Linked DNA regions of Hordeum vulgare: region 1 is linked to region 2. The links are chromatin contacts, called in public Hi-C maps. All regions are on one chromosome and are shown on one strand. Each heading gives the region's core, a stretch centred on a gene start, on an enhancer-like site or on the middle of the called end of the contact. The rest is flanking DNA. Distances are from core to core; before and after follow the strand shown.

What was found. A called contact is a pair of places that touch in the nucleus more often than the background predicts.
Region 1: a Hi-C map of leaf shows a contact between it and region 2, with 4 times the contacts expected there. The contact joins the promoter of LOC123395283 here to the promoter of LOC123395276 in region 2. A contact is called at or near these places in 2 of 6 Hi-C or Micro-C datasets (leaf and seedling) and 1 of 1 datasets of contacts at active chromatin or transcription factors (embryo).

What each region holds. Positions count from the first base shown.
Region 1 is chr5H:587,469,372-587,472,116 of MorexV3_pseudomolecules_assembly, forward strand. It overlaps LOC123395283, which reads right to left and starts at 1,341. Exons shown (of 8, transcript XM_045090263.1): 1 at 975-1,341; 2 at 741-874; 3 at 319-432; 4 at 149-217. The coding sequence starts at 1,328.
Region 2 is chr5H:587,267,768-587,270,633 of MorexV3_pseudomolecules_assembly, forward strand. LOC123395276 (luc7-like protein 3) reads right to left here and starts at 1,320. Exons shown (of 7, transcript XR_006609692.1): 1 at 963-1,320; 2 at 793-868; 3 at 444-644; 4 at 141-350; 5 at 1-20.

The DNA of each region.
Region 1 (2,745 bases), core at 91-2,590, 200 kb after region 2:
ATCTCAGTGAATCATAAAACTATTCAAAGGTTGCCAAGAGCATCAAGTAGCGTGTGTTCCACATGTAGGTCATTTTGGGGATGAAGGGGCCGATAAGATGTAGAAACAAAAGCATTGAATAAATAAAATGTGAGGGAGGGAGAATAACCTGAACAAGGTTTTTGGATTGTCACAAGTTAACCATTTGTCCCTCCACCTGGTGACGGTTTCGGCCATGCTGCATAATTAGGGTGTTGTTATTAGGGGAAGACAGAATTGCAGTGGGCAATTAATTGCAATATGAGCAGAATGGAGTAGATTATTTGCGTTTGGACATACTCGGTATGGTAGTTGTTGAGCTGTGCATGGTATGCCTTCTTATGAGCTGTGATTTGCTGGTCCTTGTTAAGCACAGCGTCTGGATGAAGATCACCAGAGCAAAGAGCAGAGGACCTGGAGTGCAACAGAAATTGTGAAGTAGGTGAGCAGAGAATCGTGACACAGCAGACAGCAAATTTGTCTTAAGAGCAGGTGCAGAAGCAGAGGCATTTATTTGGTGGTAATGCAATTATGTTTTTGCATAAGAAAAAAGGCATTGTGCAAGCAAAATTCCTAGTCCACGTTTGTTGAATGAATAAAATAAATAAAATAAGTTTGGTTTAAAAAATGTAGCAGATGCACAAGGATTGCATCATAGCAGTCATGATGTGAAGTTTGAAAGTAAGAAAGCAAAAAAAAAAAAGTGGTATGGGAGTACTTGCCAGGTTTGGAGAGGGTTCCCGAAGTGGTGATTTTCCCCTGAGAGCAAATCCTGGACCGCTTCCTCGGCGTCGGCGTCCGGAAGAAATCGAGCAAGGAACTTCCTGTCGGCCTCCGTTAGGCAGGCGTCCCAGACCTAATAACGAAAAAAGCAGCCACAATCAAGCATCCATATCCATAATTAATTTATAGTCTAAAAGTAGACTTGACAAGGAGGGGGAGGGGGAGGTACCCACCTGGTAGGAGAGCAGGCCTCCGAGGAGAGGGATGTGGGCGAGGGAGAAAATCCGCCTGGGGACGGGGGCGACGTCGGCGAGGGCTCGGGCTCGGGCGCGTGGTCTCCTGGGCGGGGAGTCGAGGAAGGGGGCGAGGTGGCGCCAGGGGAGTCCGATCTGGTCGTCGGCGGGGAGGGCCCGCTTGGAGCGTTCATCCCATCGGAGGTGGATGTGGGAGCTGAGGGTGAGCAGCGGGGAGCGGGGCGGGTGGTCGGGCCTCGGACGCTTGCTCGATCTGTGCTGCTGCTGGTGGTGGTGGTTGGGCGGGTGCGGGTGCGGGTTCGCGGGACGCTTCCTCGGCTGGCCGGCGGACATCCCCTCTTCCTCCTCTTCCTCGGGGGCGGGGGCGGGGGCGGGGGCGGCGGTCGATAGTCGGCGGCGGCGGCCGGGAGTCAGGGGGAAGGTAGGGGACGGATGGAGAAGCAAGCAGGGTTGGACTCACTCAAGCCCAAACCCAAAGCCAAAGCCAGAGGATGGATGGGATGGGATGGATGGATCAAGGATTAGGCTGCGCCGTCCGATCCAACATCATAACCACGCCGCCGTCCGATGGATTCTAACCCTCTCCTCTCTTTTCTTTTCCTTTCCTTTTCTTAACCTAGAAGATACGACTACTGCTAGTGTCCTGTGTGTATCCCTCTAGGATTTTGTGGTACCTCACATTATTTCAGCAAAAAATTTAAAAAAAAATTGATATTATTTATTATCATAAATAAAATATACAAACAAACAAACAAACAGGTGTATTTGTCATTATTGAACGAGTTCTTGAGGTGCCCTCCCTCGATCTACTTTTGAAAGCATCTCAATACCGTCTCACGAGCTCACTCTCACATTCTACTCTTGACAGTGTTGTCGATCCCATCATGATGCATACCCTAACCCTGACCATCGGGCTAGTTGCCATTGAAAAATCGTTGGACAACATAGACAATGCAATGGCAAAGTTAGGGATGTCCTCATAAATCTTCATCATACATTTCTGAACGGGGTATACTCCTACTTCTCAAACAACAGCACCACAAATTGACACGTTGACGGAGACTTGCTTGTCCGGAGCGTTACAACACAATAATTGGGCTCCGATGCACCACCAAACTTCTAGGACGCCAGAGCATCCATGAAAAACAAATCTCTAGGGTACCAAGCACACAAGGGTAATAAGCTTCTCAAACTTCACTTCCACGTATCACCGTGGAGAACTCAAATCTAGGCATCAAATGCAATGGCAGGGGCACACAGAGTGCCCAAGTCCTTCTCTCCTAAATCCCTCCACAACAACTGACGTTATGGAATAACACGAAGAACTCCAAGATCTAGATCCAAGGGGTTCTCCTCACATAGAGGAGAAAGTGATTGGTGGAAATGTGGATCTAGATCTCCTCGCTCTTTTCCCTCCAGAACTAGCAAGAATCATTGGAGGTATTGAGAGTTAGCAAGCTCGAAGAAGGTCAATAATGGAGGGAGAACATGAGCTCAAAGGATAGGGCTCAATGGGGAAGAAATGACCCTTTTATAGGAAGGGGAAAATCCAACCATTACCCCCTAATCCCGCACATGAGCGGTACTACCGCTCCACGGAGCGGTACTGCCACTGGGGCAGAGGGCAGCACTCAATGAGGGAGGCAGAGGCTGATACTACCACTGTCAGGAGCGGTACTGCCACTGGGGCAGAGGGCAGCACTCAATGAGGGAGGCAGAGGCTGATACTACCACTGTCAGGAGCGGTACT
Region 2 (2,866 bases), core at 70-2,569:
TTGTCCGCTTCTTTCGCAGCCTGAAAAAGCAACTACCATCAGAACTTGGTCTCATAATTTCTCAAAACAAAAAAAAAATGGTCTCATAAAGCAGAGAAGAACATTGTTGTCTTGTGGCGCAACAACTAGTTACTACTGACCTTGTATTCGGTGAGGAATTCCCTGACCAGGCCGTAACCAATGTGCTGTTTGCCGGTAACATGGGACTGCGTCCTCTCAAGGACGTCGTTGGTGACGAGAAAGGAGCCGCACTGCTCGCAGAGCTCCATCTTCTTCTCCTGCGGGACCATGGAGAGCTTGGTCTCGATCTGGTGGGTGAGAGCCGACTTCTCTAGGTTGAGAATGTCCACCTGCAAGCCAGGATCAGGAACCATGGTTTAACTAGCGCGAGGGCTAGCAATCAGCCGGCAATCAGAAGGACAAGGACAGGGGGTTTGCACTACCTTCCTCATGAGCGCGGTGGCCTCATCAATCTTGCCGGTGTCGCCGAGCTCTTCGATCTGCTCGAGCATCTTCTTGATCTTGTCTTCGAGAATGGCGAGCTGCTCGACCTTTTCGGCGTGGGCGGCGGGAGGCGGCATCTCCACGACGTCCTGCGCCAGCCTGTCGCGGCCGCGCCTGATCTTCTTATCCAGGTCCTGCACCTGCAGCAGCAGCAGCAAAAGGAGAGATATGTTGGAATCTGGATAGGTAAATAAACCACAACAAACACATACAGTACATAGCATAGTGTAATGAGTAGATAGAAGATGCAAAATCTGTGTTTGCGGGGGGAGGAAAAGAGGAAGTTACCAGCCTCTCGCAGCGGTGGGCTAGCTCGGCCTCGAATTTGGGGAGGGCGGCGGCGTAGCGGGGGGAGGTCTCGAAGCTGCAGGCATGTAAACATTCATTCATTCATGGATTCGAATTGAATCGGAAGAAATCGAGATGGAAAGAATCGGGGAAAGAAAGAAAGAAAGAACCTTTGCTTGAGCGCAGGGTCGTGGATCTTTGGGCACACTCCGAGGTTGCTCTTGGTGTTGATGAAGAGGTCGTGGGGGCAGAATCTGGCCATGTAGGGAGCGCAGACGTCGGGGTCGTCCCACGACACCTCCCGGTGCCCCTTCTTCTCCTCCTCCGTCAGGTCCCGCGACGACCCCATCAGCGCGTCAAGCAGAGCACGCTGCGCGTCCATCTTCGATTCCACCAACCCAATCGGATCTCCCCTTCTACGCTCCGGCCACAAACCCTAACCCTAGAAAGATCAGCAGGCGGCGGCGGCGGCGGTGGCGAGGAAGGAGAAGGAGAAGGAGAGCAAAAAAATAAAATAAAAGAGCGAGTTTTGCGGTGCAGAGGGAGCCTTTCTTTCTTTCTTTCTTCTAATTGGATTGGAATTGGAATTGGATATTTGGGCTGGGCCTCCTGCTAGTTCCAAAGCATTAACACATAAGGTTTGTGGCCTTGTGGTATATCTCTTGATCTTCATCTTCATCTCTCTTGATCTTCATCTCCATCTTCATCTTCATCTTCAATACAACGATCTCTTCAAATACCTATTCGATGTAATCCTCGCAATGTGTTTTTTGGATCCGATGAATTATGAGTTCAATACAACGATCTCTTCAAATACCTATTCGATGTAATCCTCGCTATGTGTTTTTTGGATCCGATGAATTATGAGTTTATGTTCAGATTATTCATTAAAAGTAATTGATCCAATCTAAAATTTATTATGTGTAATTTCATATAATTGTATATGCTTTTCGGTCTGTAAGTTTACTTTGGCCAAGTAAATGAGTAGATCTTTAAAGGGAGTGGTGCCTAGTAATACGTTCAAGCTTGCGGTATCCTCACTATGTGATAGAAGAAGTAGCGACACACGCATTTGTATTGTTGCTATTAAGGATAGAATGACAGAGTCTGAACATTTTATTCGGTCTTACTTTGTCTATATTATGTCATCTTACTTAAAAAATTATCCTGTTTGTTATGAACTTAATACCATAGATGTATTATGGATGGCGGTCGATTGGTGCAATAATAGTAGTAGGCGTCCGTAAGTTTAACAGTCTATTTATCACGAACGTAATGACTACATATTGGCCATGCCATGAATAGCGATATAATTATTTATCTTCCATTGATTGCCCAACAATAATTTGTGCATCCATTGCTACCATGCTCATGAGAGAGATGCCTTCAGAATAATTCTTCACAATCTCCCTTCCCTTAGTATCCTCATAACTCGCTCTTCGTGATCCTGGGTACCTGCACGGATGAAGAACGCGAAAGTGACAAGAGACATATATGGAACAATTTTATGTCGCACATACGAGATGTTAATTCAAAACCCTTCCATTGATCCCTACAACAAATACATCGGGTTGCAAGGCTCTTGCCTAAACCCACACCTTACCGAACTACTTACACATGGAGATAACATCACACGAAGAACACATCATGGAGATAGATTGTCTCGTAGTATGTCTTATAATGGATATCATGTGTGATACACGACTAAAAGTATGACTAGAGAAGGAAGAACTATGGTGGTTATGGAGATGACAACGGCTAGGGTTAAAGACCGGATGAAGATGATTCTGTCTTGTGGCTCCTCTCGCGGCTCTCCTATTAACCTTTCGTCCTCGAGCGCCTTATAAAGTATGTTTAGGTGGATGAGACGCCTCAGAATCCACGTCGTACGACCACTCGTATCGTATGATGCATCGTCTTTCATGTTGTTTCTTCTAGTGGCGCCTGCACCTTATATCTTCTATCTCCTCCTTTACTCCATTTCATGTTATGGTTTGACTTCGTCCATATTTAGCTCATTTCCTGTGGAAACAAAATAAAGAAAGGATTTTGCAATCCTATGCATTCATTAGTC